Regions from separate parts of the Mus musculus genome. Here region 1 is linked to region 2. The links are chromatin contacts, called in public promoter capture Hi-C maps. All regions are on one chromosome and are shown on one strand. The core of a region is the stretch at or near the end of the contact, and the rest is flanking DNA. Distances in the headings are between cores, read along the strand shown.

The links. Promoter capture Hi-C pulls out the DNA fragments that hold promoters and counts their contacts.
Region 1: a contact with region 2 is called in a promoter capture Hi-C map of stem cell-derived epiblast-like cells, with 5 times the contacts expected there. The contact joins the promoter of Gsx1 here to the promoter of Baiap2l1 in region 2.

Annotation. Positions count from the first base shown.
Region 1 is chr5:147,185,800-147,192,695 of GRCm38.p6, reverse strand. It overlaps Gsx1 (GS homeobox 1), which reads right to left and starts at 4,000. Exons shown (of 2, transcript NM_008178.2): 1 at 3,398-4,000; 2 at 1,749-2,918. The coding sequence starts at 3,806. The coding sequence ends at 2,542.
Region 2 is chr5:144,353,371-144,360,302 of GRCm38.p6, reverse strand. It overlaps Baiap2l1 (BAI1-associated protein 2-like 1), which reads left to right and starts at 2,191. Exons shown (of 14, transcript NM_025833.3): 1 at 2,191-2,512. The coding sequence starts at 2,462. It overlaps Dmrt1i (Dmrt1 interacting ncRNA), which reads right to left and starts at 2,380. Exons shown (of 2, transcript NR_102374.1): 1 at 2,259-2,380.

The DNA of each region.
Region 1 (6,896 bases), core at 2,751-5,250, 2.8 Mb before region 2:
GGCTGTAAGGTGAGGCCTGTGTGTGCTTTCAGACAATCGTCCTGTGGTCCAGGCGGCAGGACGGTGAGGTGAGCCCAGAAGTTCGCTGCCAAGGCTGCCTCCGCTCTTCCCTGCGCGCTGCGCTGCGCTTCAACTTGGCCTAGGGAAAGACCGAGATGGCAGGAGCAGGCTGCGCTCTTTCCCACTATGCGTCAGGGTCATCCACCAGAAAGCCGAAAACCAAGAATGGCAGGAAATGTAAGCCCTGGGAAAGAAACCTCCAGAGAAGAAACTTGGCTCCCGGGAGAAATGAACTGCTGTGGACTCAGCGCACCACAAATCACCACCACTTTCTGCAGGCCACTGGGAAGGAGCAAGACCCAGGGAGGGTGGCGATGGAATAGGGTGTGAAAGAGGAAGGGGTTCAGCCTCTACCTTTCTCTCTTAGTCTTGCCTCCCACCCCCAACTTGGCTCCCAGCACGGTTTGAAACTGTGTTTCTCACGGAGGGGCCTCTCGCGGAGCCTGTCCTTTGCGCAAAAGTCACCCATTCAGGTAATCTTGGTGGTGGCCTGGTTTTAAACCAGCCCTTCGAATCCACTGCAGCCTTCTTCATACTGAGAGTCATTGCTGCAGTCCACCCCTGAATCCTAGCCAAAGACACACTTGTGAGTTTCATGAAGCTGAAGGACTCAACAAATCTAACGAGGTGGTCATGTTAGCCAGGAAGCCGCTGAAGTCGTCCCAGCAACAAATCGGCAGTCGCTATTCTAGGGTCCTGAAAGCCTTGGCTGCCTTTAGTTTGGCACCATGACCTCTCCAGGGAGATCAGAAAACTAGTCCGAGTGAAGCTGAGGCTCGGATGGATGGGAATGGGAGCGGGGCCAAGGGTGCGCAGGGGCAAGTAACCAACCCCCTTCGATCTCCTGCACAAAAACCGGGGAATCAAAAGTGGCTTCTGGGGAGGGGGGGCGCACGCTGTTCTAGAGGAGAACTAGAGAGAGACCTTCGCACTGAGCCTGGTTTCAATGAGAAGACAATACAAGGGACCATCACGAATGCTGAGCAACCCTAGCTACACTTTTCCGCTCAAAAGAATCTTTGCCTAAATACAGCCGGTTCGTTCGTGGTTCCTCAGGGCGTGTTAGAGAACGGGTGGTGGGCTTCTGGAACAAAGAGAAGAGTTCTAGGTATCCAATAAGAAACAGATGGAGAGCACCTGGGTCCGCAGTTCGCCCAGCTTTGAGTCCGCGAACTGTAGTAACACCTGCTATTGGGTGTCTAAGCGCGTACGCGCTCACCGGCTCGGCGGAACTCCACGCATCTCATCTAATACAGATGCATAAAAAGCCCACACAGATCCCCGAGGAAAGCCGGAATCAGCTGGAATCTTGCGCCACCTTTCAGGGACCTTTTGCCTGAAAGCAAAACCGGGGCGCACCCTTCATAAAGGCTAGAGCAGCTCAAACCCTAAGAAGGTTGGATCCCTGGTCTCTACCCTTGGAATTAGCCAGGGAAGCATAGCATCTTTTGTTGGAGATCGGAGGGAGCAGCCAGCCTGCCCGCCCTGCACAGGAATACTGGGAAGGACACGGAGTTGGAGTAGAATCCCGGAGCTTCAAGAGAGCTGCGGGTGTGGGGAGGAGAGTGGCTACCTGTAAGTGGAGGAGCTGAGCTTGGATCTCTGCAGCGCCCAAGCAGAGAGTGCCAGCCCTTGCCTGTGCCTGCCTGGCCTACAGCCTAAGCCTGGGGACCCCAGAGGCAGGGGAATTTCTAAGAAAAAAAAAGTTTATTTAAAATTTTGTACATAAATAAATAAATAAATATCTTCTGGCATTACAGAGACGATACAATGACACAGTCAGTCAGTCCCCAGAGGGAGTCGGGGCCTGGACAATGGGGAGAGGTTGGTTACAGCGGCTTCATTTGAAGGGGGTTTAGAGCGTATTGGAAACAGAGTCATTTTCCCCAATACAATACCATGTGAGACAGTTCTCTCTGCTAGGGGGACTTCTTCGAACAGCAAGACCTGATCCCTGTTTAAGGGACAAACGGACAGAAGGGAGAGACTTCCTGAGGAGGGAAGGAAAAGTTAAGTCCATAGACGTGTTGCATAAAGGACCACAGTGGGGGGAGACGAGTTGGGGGCAAGAAAGAAATGTTAAAAGAAAAGCAAACAGCCACTCGCGGAGTGAAAAGCCCAGATTGACCGAGAAGGAGAGAATAGTGGAACCGAGGAAGCTTGAACCAGCCCAGAGTTGGCAGGCGAAGAGGCGCTGGCGGTCAGCAAGGCGCTGTGCTCCGGCCTGCGTGCCTGGGAGAAGAGGCTGTGTCCTAGGAGGAGGACTCAGCCTTCATCGCTTGGAGTCCTCCTAAACACCCTGAAGCCCAAGGGACAGGGGCACTGTCTTCAAGTGTCTGCTAAGGTCTTAGCTCTGCCTAAAGCTGCGCACCACCGCAAAGCCCAACGAAATCCGTCGGTTGGCCAGCGGGTGCCTGGGGACCAGTGCGGGAAGGGTCGGGGTGGGGGGTGGGGAAACCAATGGTCCTCTAAAAGGCGCACCTACGGAGTGACTGTGAGATCTCTGTCATCCTTCCCGGAGGAAGATGGAGACATGGGCAATTCGTCGTCGTCCTCTGAGCATTTGGCTGAGGAGAGCGAAGAGCACTTGCAGCCTTGCGGTGCGCCCCCGCCGGCCCCCGCCCCAGCTCCGCCGCGGTGGTTACTGCCTTTGCCTTCTTTCTTGTGCTTCACCCGGCGGTTCTGAAACCAGATCTTCACCTGCTTCTCGGACAGGTTCAGATAGGTCGCGATCTCGATGCGCCGCAGGCGGGAGAGGTACATGTTGGAGGCGAACTCTCGCTCCAGCTCCAGGAGCTGTGTGCTGGTGAACGCCGTCCGCATCCTCTTGCTGCTGGGCAGCTGGTTCGAGCTGCTGTCTGGAGGGCGATGGGGGGGGGGGGGAGGGAGGGAAAGAGAGAGAGAGAGAGAGAGAGAGAGAGAGAGAGAGAGAGAGAGAGAGAGATCATCAAACCTCTGAGCCTTGGGCCTAATTTCCCGCTGAACTGAGGCTAGCCTCAACCTTGGAATCAGGCACACATCCCTTCCATCCTTCCATTCATCACTCCACAGGCGGGTGCCTCCTTGCCAAGTCACAGACTCCAATTCTCCTCGGAATCGGTTGTCCCTAACACCCCTTTAAGGAACATCTCAAAGCTGGCCTTAACCCCTTCCCCTTCGCCCCAGGATCTTTCTGGCTTCTCCCCGGTTCCTACGTCCGGTCCCAGTCTAGCACTGTGAGCGCCCCTCGAGTATCCTCACCGTCCCCCATAGCGCGCCGTTTCCCCATCCCTAGCTCACTCACTTCCCCCCACCCCGGGACCACCGCCCCCCAATTTCGCGCGGGGACCCCGCTTACCCACAGAGATGCAGTGAAACTGTCTGGGATCCGGCAGCGGGTAGGAGGTCTGGTAGAGTGCAGCAGCTGCTGCGGCCGCAGCCGGGCCGTGGGCGACTCCAGGGGACACGGAGTGCTGGCGGCCCAGGGGTGCGTGGCAGTACTGCGATCCGAAGGGAGGGAAGGACGCCTTGAGTAGCGGCAGTGCCGGCGGCCCGGGGGGCCCGTGCAGCTGCGAAGCGGTGACACAGAGGGGACACACGCACAGCAAGCCGGCCTTGCGCGCGTGGCAGGCGCCCGGCGAGAGGCCGTGGAGCGCGTGCGGCGGCGGGACCGCGTAGGGGAAGAGCGGTGGCGGGCTGCCCTCCGGAGCCTTCTTGTCGCTGGCTTCCCGCAGCACAAGGGAATCCACCAGGAAGGAGCGCGGCATGGCTCCGGCGCGCGGTCCACCTGCCGCCAGCCCGCCCCTGGAGCCCGAGGGAACTGCAGATCCTGTCGTAGCTTCCCCTGGCCGCGGCCACCCGCAGCTTCCCGGGCCCCGGAGGCTCCACGCGCGGCTCAAGCCCGGGCTGGAATCACCTTGGCTGCTGCTGCGGGCACCTCCCGGAGCGGGCGAGGTGCTGGCCAGCGCTAGTGGTGCTGAAAGACGCCGGCGGCGCCGCTTAAATAGGACTATTGCCATGTGATGGGCTACGCCAGGAGCGGCCGGGGCCTCTCAATAGGGTTTTTGTGCCCTTTCTCTTGGCATTCACTCTGCACGCTTCCTCATTATTTCACTTGTTAACTAAATGAACTGCATAATGTACTCTATTCTTGTCAACCCCACCCACGCCGTAACAGGCGCACTCGCCCCCCTCCTCTTCCCTTTTCGGGTTTATTTTCTCATTCTCCCGCGATTTAATATTCTTTTCTTTCTCTTTATTTCTTACTTTCCTTTGGCTTTGCGCTGGCGATCGGTCCATTTATCTTATTGATTTCCGCACCCGTGCTGCCTCGCTTGCACAGATCCCCGTGGGCGCACACCCATCTCCTCTGCCCACTTGATCCTGGTCCCTTTCTTTCTGTTACTTCTTCCTTGCTCGTTCCCCCCACCCCAGTTCCACCAAGTGTATCGCTTTCGCTTAGTTCTCGAAGCTCAGCTCTGCATCCTATGAAGCATCCTAATGGGCGGCCACCATTCCCACCTGTGGAGTCTCTTCTCTCGCACTATTTGGAGACAGAAAAACAAGGTTTCTGAGTGCGCCTCAGAGGATGAGAGAAAGGCTCCCTAGTCCTCATTGGAGACTAACCTCATCTCTGTCCGTGTTTTCTCAGAAAATCAAAGGCTCCCAATTTTGGTGTTGCCTGTGACTCCTCATCTTTGTTCGGTGGACCCTTGGCCAACCAGCTCTTCCCTTCAACAACAGGGCCGTGTATGTAAAGAAATAGCAACAAAACAAGTACGCGGGTGGGTAGTCTTTGAAAATACGGACAGATACATAGCAAGGGGAGTGAGAGCCGAATTCGTGGGTATGAAGCTTTCCCACCCCACCAAACGTGGTGAGTGTGGATGGTGTAGACTCTCACAGACGTTGCGCGCGCACTCTCCACTCGCACACACTCCACTAGACACGCCGGTGCACTCGAAAGCGTTGCTTCCCACGGCTGGAGAGAAAGGAAGAGCACTCTTCTGTCTTTCCCAGTTTCTGTTGCCCTTTGCTTCCTCCTACCGTCGCCGCACTCTTTTTTTTCTTTCTTTCTGGTAACACAATGGTTAAACAACTTCAAATGCCACGCTCTGTGTACACAGCTTCAGTTTTTTAAAAAAATCATCCCGGGATTCAGAGCTGTCTCTGTCCCTGTGCGTTTAACATACAATGAGAAATTAGCATAAAAGATTTCGAATTTACTACTTTCGATTTTACAAATCGCCACAGTCACCTGCTCTGAACCGTGAACGGAATCGTGAGACCAAGAAAGGGGAGCTTTACGGAGGGGGTGGATGAATCAGTGCAAGGCCGCCCAAACCCGAGGCCTCTGTATGGGTTTGCAGTGTTCATGACATCCGAGCCGCCACAAACAACTGGTTAAAAAAATCAAAGATGATTTGTTATGGGAGAGGGTGTGTGTGAGAGCAACTGCCTCGACAATGGGAGGGTCGCCATAGGGGGAGCTAACCTGCGTGGAGGGCGTGCCATCTCGCCATCTAGCAAGAGTGAGGGCTCAGTGGTCCCCTGGTGCTTGGCATGCGGTGCCCCCAAGCTATGGTCTCGGCCCCAAAGCTCCCGCAAACCAGCCGGTACGCATCAATGCAGCCTAATTCCCGTTCTAATTGCTCTCTGGGAAATTTGGGCTGGGCTGGGTGGCGGGAGAGCTGAGACTAGAGAGGGGCTCCCCGCTGGGCTGAGGCGGGTTAGGGCGGAACGGGTGTGGACGCTGCCCGAGGGTAGAAGGGGGAGGCTGCTGCGCTCCAAAGCTGGCAAGTCAGCCGAGGTGCCAATGCAAGGGCTCTCCTGGGAGCTGCCGAACGCCCCAAGCGAGGAAAGGGTTAAGAGCCCTTGAATACAAGCAAGGCCAAAGCTACTGGGAAAGAATATGGGGGGGGGGGGGGGAGAATAACCAGTTTCCCCCTCTCCCTCCAGCCCCTAGACCTTATTGAATGTCATTGAAGAAAGTTTTGAATGCCAGATAAAGAGAGGCGAATTAAAGTGTGTGACAGCGGAGGATAAGCAAACACAAAGAGAACTCTGTCACACTTTGGGACAAAATCCGTGGGCTTTTTACCAAGTCTCTTCGCTATGATTGAATTAAGTAATAGGAAAACATTTTCTTTCAGTTTAGAACCATTAGACAAAACCTTCAAAGCGAATAACACTTTTTAATGTGCGGCCCCACAGTGGACCGGGGTTTGTGCCGAAATGGTGAAACGGTTGGTTGTGTAACTCGGAACGGGGGAGTCCCGGGCAGGGACTGACCTGTCCCAGGGTGTTTTCACCCGGCCTGAAGAGAAGGCGCTGGCAACCTGGCTATGTCCAAACTCTGCGATGGGTAATGGACTCCCTGCTCGGTGTTCCTAGGTCACCGCTGCACCAGGCAATCACTTGATAAAAAGTTCTGCTTCGTGGAGCAGTACGGGCAGCTAGGTCCGCTCCCCGGGCGCACGGTGGCCCTGTCGCCCTGCCTTCTGCCTCTGCGTTCCCCAGTTCCTCTTGTGGTCTTCCCCGCAGCGGAGCTGCTTTTCTACTTAAAGCTCCAGGCCGAGCTCCCTTCGGCTGAACTGTTCTCCGCGGAACAAACGCCCCCTAGGGAGGGGCAGGGTGGGAGCAGGCAGCCGGATTAGCCTGACAGCCCTGCGACAGCCCCCCCCCCCCCATCGTCGCCCCCCCCCCCCCAGCCCCTGGGCCTCAGCGCCCGCTTCCCCGCCCCCAGCCGGTTTTCAAGTGTCCATCAGGTACGGCTCAAACTGGAACCGTTTCTGCGATCCCGGCCTTTTCTTCCCCGTGCACACCGCGGCCTCCCTTGTGAGATATTTGCAGGAAGG
Region 2 (6,932 bases), core at 942-3,441:
GCTCCTAAAGATCCTTTAAAGACATGGGGAGCGTCTCCCACTGCCTCCAACATAGGGCTGAGGTGTTATTCCCTCCACCATGCAACCCACACCAACCACCATTTGCTTCCCAAGCCAGATATGTTTTATAGCCTGCAAAACGTGATAAGACTGCCCCAGAGTCCAAGTGCTTGTGTCTGTTCTAAGTCCAGAGTCATCCCATACTTTCAGTGTTTCCATCTGGGGCACACAGTGCTTTCTTTGTGTGTATTTCCCAGTGAACTTTATCCTGGAGCAGTTTAGAAGCTTCGTATCCTCCAAGCTCATAAACAAAGCAATCGTACCTGGACAGCTTTTAAAAATAAAGCCTTGCCCACTCCGGCTGAGTTCAAGTCTCAAGCGCTGAGTGTGTTTTCTGCTAGGAGAAGGTTGCTGTGGCCCTGGAGTCTGGGTCACCTCAGTCCTAGGTGTGTACTCTAGGACATGTTCAGAGCTGGGTTGGGTGTGACTGGGTAGACAACAGGAAGCACCAGGAAGGACTAGGGAGACAGCTCAGTAGTTAAGAACACTGGCTGTTCTTCCAGAGGACCTAGGTTTGTTTCCCAGTACCCACATGATGGTCACAACCTTCTGCAACCCAAGTTTCAGGGAATCTGAAGCCCTCTTCTGACCTCTGACATATGCACCAGGCATGTACATATATATGTATCAGTCACAGATGACATACATGCAGTCCAAGTAGCTTACACATAAAATAAAAGTTTTAAATAATGTGCCAGGAGCCACACACCTACATGGCCTCTACAAGATGAAAGAAAGCACAGACATCCTAGACGCCTCAGCCGACCTGGGGGCTGAGGAAATGGGTCAGTTTGTAAAGTGCCTGTGGTGCGAACATTGGGACCTGGGTTCCATCTGCGGAACCCATGTGAAAAGCTACATACAGTAGATATGCTCTTGTACTCCCAGTGCTGGGAATTTGGGAGACAGGTGGATTCATGGGGCTTGTGGAGACTTGATAGCCATCAGTCTATCCTTTTTAGCTACTTCAGTAAGAGACTCTGTCTCCAAGATATATATAGTAGATATCGGCTGAGGAATGACGCCCAAGGTTGACTTCTTGTAACACACACACACACACACACACACACAGAGGAAATTTTTAGACAGTCTTGTGATTTACATAGTTGTAAAGCATGGGATTTTAAACTTATTCTTAATGTTCTGTTATTCCAGTAATCAGATCTTGGCGTTAGTTACTTTTTTTGGCACCCCGGAACTTTCAAAATTGTGGGTGGCTCCATCCATGAGAAACCATGCCCCGTGGACCTTCAATCAGGGAAACCGATTCGTAGGAGGTATGTGGAAGTTACTCAAAGGCAGAGAGCTTAGAGGATTCACCTGCGGAGGATGTGAGCCTCGAGCTTTCAGAGCCAGCACCTTGTGGCGGACACTAGACCAAAGACCTAGAAGCCCAAAGGTCCAGGTCCTGTTCTAAAAGACACCACAGTGTAGGGGCTTGGCTGGAACTCTGGGAGGGCCGGGAGAGGGCGAACAGAGGTATTACCTCCACTGCCAAGCCTTAGGCGAGATGGCCTGGTCCACTGGGTCCAGCCACCTCGCCTTGTACTGCTCCAGCCTCGCCCACCAGGCTGCTCAGCCACGCCCACACGAGGAAGACTCTCCCATTCCCTTGCCTGCCTCAGCTGGGGCTGTCTAAACCACGCCATCCTCGCTTCAGCACCGCCCATCGGTCTGCTAGACCGCGCCCACCGGCTCAACTCTGCGGTGCCACTCTGGCGGACACAGCTAGGGCGACTTCGTTCACTCCGTCCCTTCTTGTTTCGGCCACGCCCATCCGCCATCTAGGCCACGCCCATCAGTCCATTTCAGGTGGGGGGAGTAAGGGCGCGTCCCCTCCCCTTGGCTTCTCCCTCTTGTTGGCCTCTCAGACCCCACCCCCGCTCCACGTCTCAGCTGGGGCCAATCAGTCCGGCGCGCTGGCCGGGCTTCTGCTCCGCTTAGCAAGCCCCTAGGCCACGCCCACCTAGCGCAACAAGTCTCTTCCAGGTTCCCCCGGTTGCCCCAAAAGATCGACCCTCCCACCAGGCTGTCTCCGCGCGAGGCCGCCCCGCCCACTCTAGAGTACTCAGCCTAGGCCCCGCCCACCTCAGGTGGGGCTGCCCCGCCCTCTGGCCGTACGGCCCCGCCCACTCCGCCCGCCTCAGGTGGGGCTGCCCGTCCCTTTGCTCGTCCCAGCCTTGGCAGGCTACGTCTACCTCGCAGCTCCTTACAGACCGAAGCGCCGCAAAGTTTTGACATTTTGGCAGCAGAGACGCGCACTGACTCTCTCCCGCTGACAGCTGTGGCGGCGGCCGACTCTCAAGGACCACTCAGTCTCAAGTCCTAGGCGCTCCCGCCGCCCGGCGGCCACGAGGCCCCGCCGCGTCCTCCCGCGCTCGCCCTCCCGGAGGCTGCAGCCATGTCTCGGGGGCCGGAGGAGGTGAACCGGCTCACGGAGAACACGTACCGGGTAAGTGTGGGACTTTGCGGAGCTCGAGACGGGAGACCGGGGGGATCCGGGACTCTGTGGTTCCAGGCTGAGGGCGGAGGCTGGGAGGCCCGGAGACTTGGGAACTCCAGGGTTCGAGGCCAGGAACGTGAGCCCGGACAAGCAGCTGACCATTGTCGCCAGCGGGGTCGGTCGAGATTCTTTTTCGCTTTTGAGATAAAGTGGGGACTTTACATGATAAGGGCCTCCCCTTCCCCCTTGGACCCTTGGAGACTCCCAGGGACCCCACATTTCCCGTGTTGGGGGAAGGGGATTGGAGACGTGGACGACAATCCGCGGGGTCCCCGAGAGGTTCTTATCCTCCCCCAACTTCTCTTTGTGGTCAGTGACTGCGCTGGTCTGACCGCTGGGGCTAACCCCTCCCCAGATCCAAAAGAGAGAGAGAAAAGAGACAAGCTCGAGTTTCCTCGGAGAAAAGAAAGAATGTAGGGGAGAAACTCCTCCGTAATTAGGAATCCATCGCCAGGTGAGCCTGGCTCCCTCGGCTCAGGGAATTTTCTAGGCTGCCAGGGAATCTGCTCCTGGGAAGACTTGAAACGCCTTCGCCCTCTTGGACTCTTTCATACAGTAGCTTTTAAGTTCGATTTGGCTTTTGATTACTTTTTGTTTAGCGTTTTGACAGTTTTATACATCTATATACAATTATTATGAGCATGTTCGCCCGCAGTTGGACTGTTTCTACGTTCATGATTTGGGGAGGTTATTGGAGTCAGAGAGCACTGAGATTTTAATAAGAATTGACTTAAGCTGACAGAACGTGTGGTGATTGGTCGCTTAACTGGCATGTTATGTGAGAGAATTTTTCCAGAAACAGACATGGGATTAGTGGCCAGTTTAGTAAGTTTAAGTACTTATAAATGAATTCCATTTGAAATGAGATATCCGTTTAATCATCTGCTATTAATAGAATACAAAACAACTTTTGTTTTAATTCCACTTAGGTCCACTGAACCCCTGAGATTTAAAGTTCTCTAAATTTACTTGTAGTCATGATTAAAACCCACTCTTTGGTCATTTCTCTAGATTCTTTTTTCACCCACTCTTTGGTCATTTCTCTAGTTTTTTTTTTTTCACCCCTAAAATTGAGTTTCTAGATTTGCAAGGTCTTAGTTCCTGAAATCAGAATTTATTGAGTTGCTGGAAAATCATTTTAAAGCAGCATGAAAATATTTTCAGAATTCATTGTGGCTCCAAATCATATCCACCCCTCCATGTGTGCACTATAACATTTATTCTAGATAGACAAAGTAGACTGTATTATTATGATTTTGAAGGTTCACAACTGTGACCAAAACCTGTTCCTATTAGTGTGCTTCCTTAATTAAATGATAATTTTTAGAAATGCCAGAAATTTGAATGTTTAAAGCCTTGTATTTGGATTGGCATTGTTCAGACTTAAATGATGTGAAGCCGGTAGAACTGGGGTGTGGGGTGTCGACAGAGTATGGAAGTAAAATGCCCTAGCGTGGGGGAGACAAGATACTCAGATGAATACTCAGTCAAGGAAAAACCATAACTGAGGAATGTGGGTTATTTATTGTAGTCTGTGCGTGGAATCCGAGCATCTGCTGCAGTGGAAAACACAGGCACAGTTAAGTTTCTCAAACACAATTGATTGTTTATCTTGCTGGTCTGGAAAGAAAATGTCAACTTTAGACAAGCAATCAGATGCCCTGAGCAAACTGTTCTTTTTCTCACTTCTGACTGAGAAACCTTTGGTTGGTGTGGGCAGGCAGATTACAGTACCACAAAAATGAACCACCTTGGCCTGTCTTTCTACCCACAGAGCTGGAGTAAGAGGAAGACTGTTGATTTTGTTGGTTTGGTTGTTGTTGACTGTTGATTTTGTTGTTTTGGTTATCCGCATTGGTAGACGTAAGGCATAGTTAGTCCTTTTGGGGATGTTTTGTTTTCTGACAGGGTCTCACTATGTAGCCCTGATTGGCCTGGAATTTGATATGTAGACCCGGTTGACCTCAGATTCAGAAGTTCACCTTCCTCTGCCCCCTCCCAAGGGCTGAGGTTAAAGCACTACAACTCCTAGCTATTTAGTTGTTGTTGTTGTTGTTTATTTGTTTGTTTGTTTTTTTCCTTATTCTTTTTTTAAAGACACTCTTGTATATGTAGTCTAGGCTAGCTTTCCTATGAACTCGCTATGTATCCCAGGCTGGTCTCAGCCTCCCCAATGCTGGGGTTGGAAGTGTGCACCGCCATACTGGCTCATTTTCAGTTTTGAAAGGTTGTAATAGATTGAAGATCAGAAACCAGTGTGTTATTGGTTTCCATCCCCAAGTGTTGAAACATTTCAAAAGCTCGCTAAATGTCAATTGATTTTAACCAGGATTTCCTTGTTAATATTTTGGGGTCAGGTTTGTTTTGTTTTGTTTTGTTTTTAATGTGGAGATAATGGGATTTAAAAAAAATCACAGCACTAGACAGGAGATTTCTATATCTATAAAACAAAGTGGAGGCTGCTAGCCCATAGTTTGACTCTAAGGAGATGCACACTTAAATTTACATTTATGGGGGTGATTGGAAGCCTGAAAAGCCTTTTATTATAATTGAGGCTAAAAACTATTTAAGTGCAACATTGCAAGAATTCTACTGGCAATGTTGGTGAATGTGTTCTTTTAAAAACAGATTTCTTTTTTTCTTTTTCTGCTTTCTTTTTTCTTTCTTTTCTTTCTTTTTTTTTTTTTTTTCCCCTGAAACAGGGTTTCTCTGTGTAGCCCTGGCTGTCCTGGAACTCACTCTATAGACCAGGCTGGCCTCAAACTCAAAAATTCGCCTGCCTCTGCCTCCCAAGTGCTGGAATTAAAAGCATACACCACCACTGCCTAGCTAAAAACAGATTTCTTTGTGTTACCTGGCAATATTTCACTAATAGAAATACAACCTAACCAGGTGCATTTACAAAGGCCACCTGCAAATGAGATTTAATGTCTTGCCTCTCTGGGTTTTAGTTTTGTGTGTGTGTGTGTGTGTGTGTGTGTGTGTTGTCTTTTAATACTCAAATATCTTTTAAATAAAGGAATAAATTCTTTAGGGCAATGGAAGGTTGGTAAAGTAGTGTGATCCTCTATGCAGTATCATATCTACCTAAATATATATTTATACATTGGCACAGTGTTTTATAAATGTACTTAAACAAATGATTACTGGATATCCATGCTAACTCGCGGACGGATGTTACGTTTTACCGTTTCATAAACAAATAGCATGATAATGAGCCCCAAAAGAAAAAGTACTGTTGATGATTTCAGTTTAGTCAAAGATAGCAATCTCCTTTCCATGTTTAGCACATAGTGTGCCCAGAATTTGCCCTCGGAAGCCTTCTTGTGACTTTTACGTGCTTTTTTGATAAGAAACGTGCTTTAGTGAGTAAGGGTGAGGTAAAGCTCAAAAACCTTTGCTTAAGAGGAACCACGACCAGCCGGGCAGTGGTGGCGCACGCCTTTGATCCCAGCACTCGGGAGGCAGAGGCAGGCGGATTTCTGAGTTCGAGGCCAGCCTGGTCTACAGAGTGAGTTCCAGGACAGCCAGGGCTACACAGAGAAACCCTGTCTTGAAAAAACAAACAAACAAACAAACAAAACACACACACACACACACACACAAAAAAGAGGAACCACAACCTTCCTAGCAGTTAGGATTTTAAAGTCTTAGGAGATTGAGAAAGAATGGATGTGGTATCACCCAAGGACATCCTACCTGCGTGCATCTTAAAATGAGTGAAGAAGGGCTGGTGAGATGGCTCAGCAGGTAAGAACACTGAGTGCTCTTCCGAAGGTCCTGAGTTCAAATCCCAGCAACCACATGGTGGCTCACAACCACCCATAATGAGATCTGACGCCCTCTTCTGCTGTGTCTGAAGTCAGCTACAGTGTTCTTATGTATAATAATAAATAAATCTTTTTAAAAAAAATGAGTGAAGAAGGAGCATGACACTCACAAAGGGAAGAGAGGAAGGACCTCAGACACAGCCTTTATCCAGTGCCACCAACACAATAAGATGTGTTTTATTTGAGAACGAAGGTGCAGTGTACACAACTTAGGGGACTATGTATGGGAGAGCTGGAGAGGTGGTTCAGCACTCACTGCTCTTCCGGAGGACTTGAATTCTGTTCCTAGCATTCACAGAGGCTGGCTTACAACTAACTGCCTGTATCTCCAGTTCTAGGGGCTCTGAGGGCACCTATGCTCGCATGCACACACACACGTACAACTTAAGAGAATAAAAAGTAAATGATAACTCTAGAGCAAACAAAACCAAAAATATAATAGATTAAAAAAAAAGAGAGAGAGCAGACGTTTAACACCAACTGTAATTTTAAAAGTTCTAAGATTGGGTTCCTTTTCAATCTTAACAAAATTAACTATG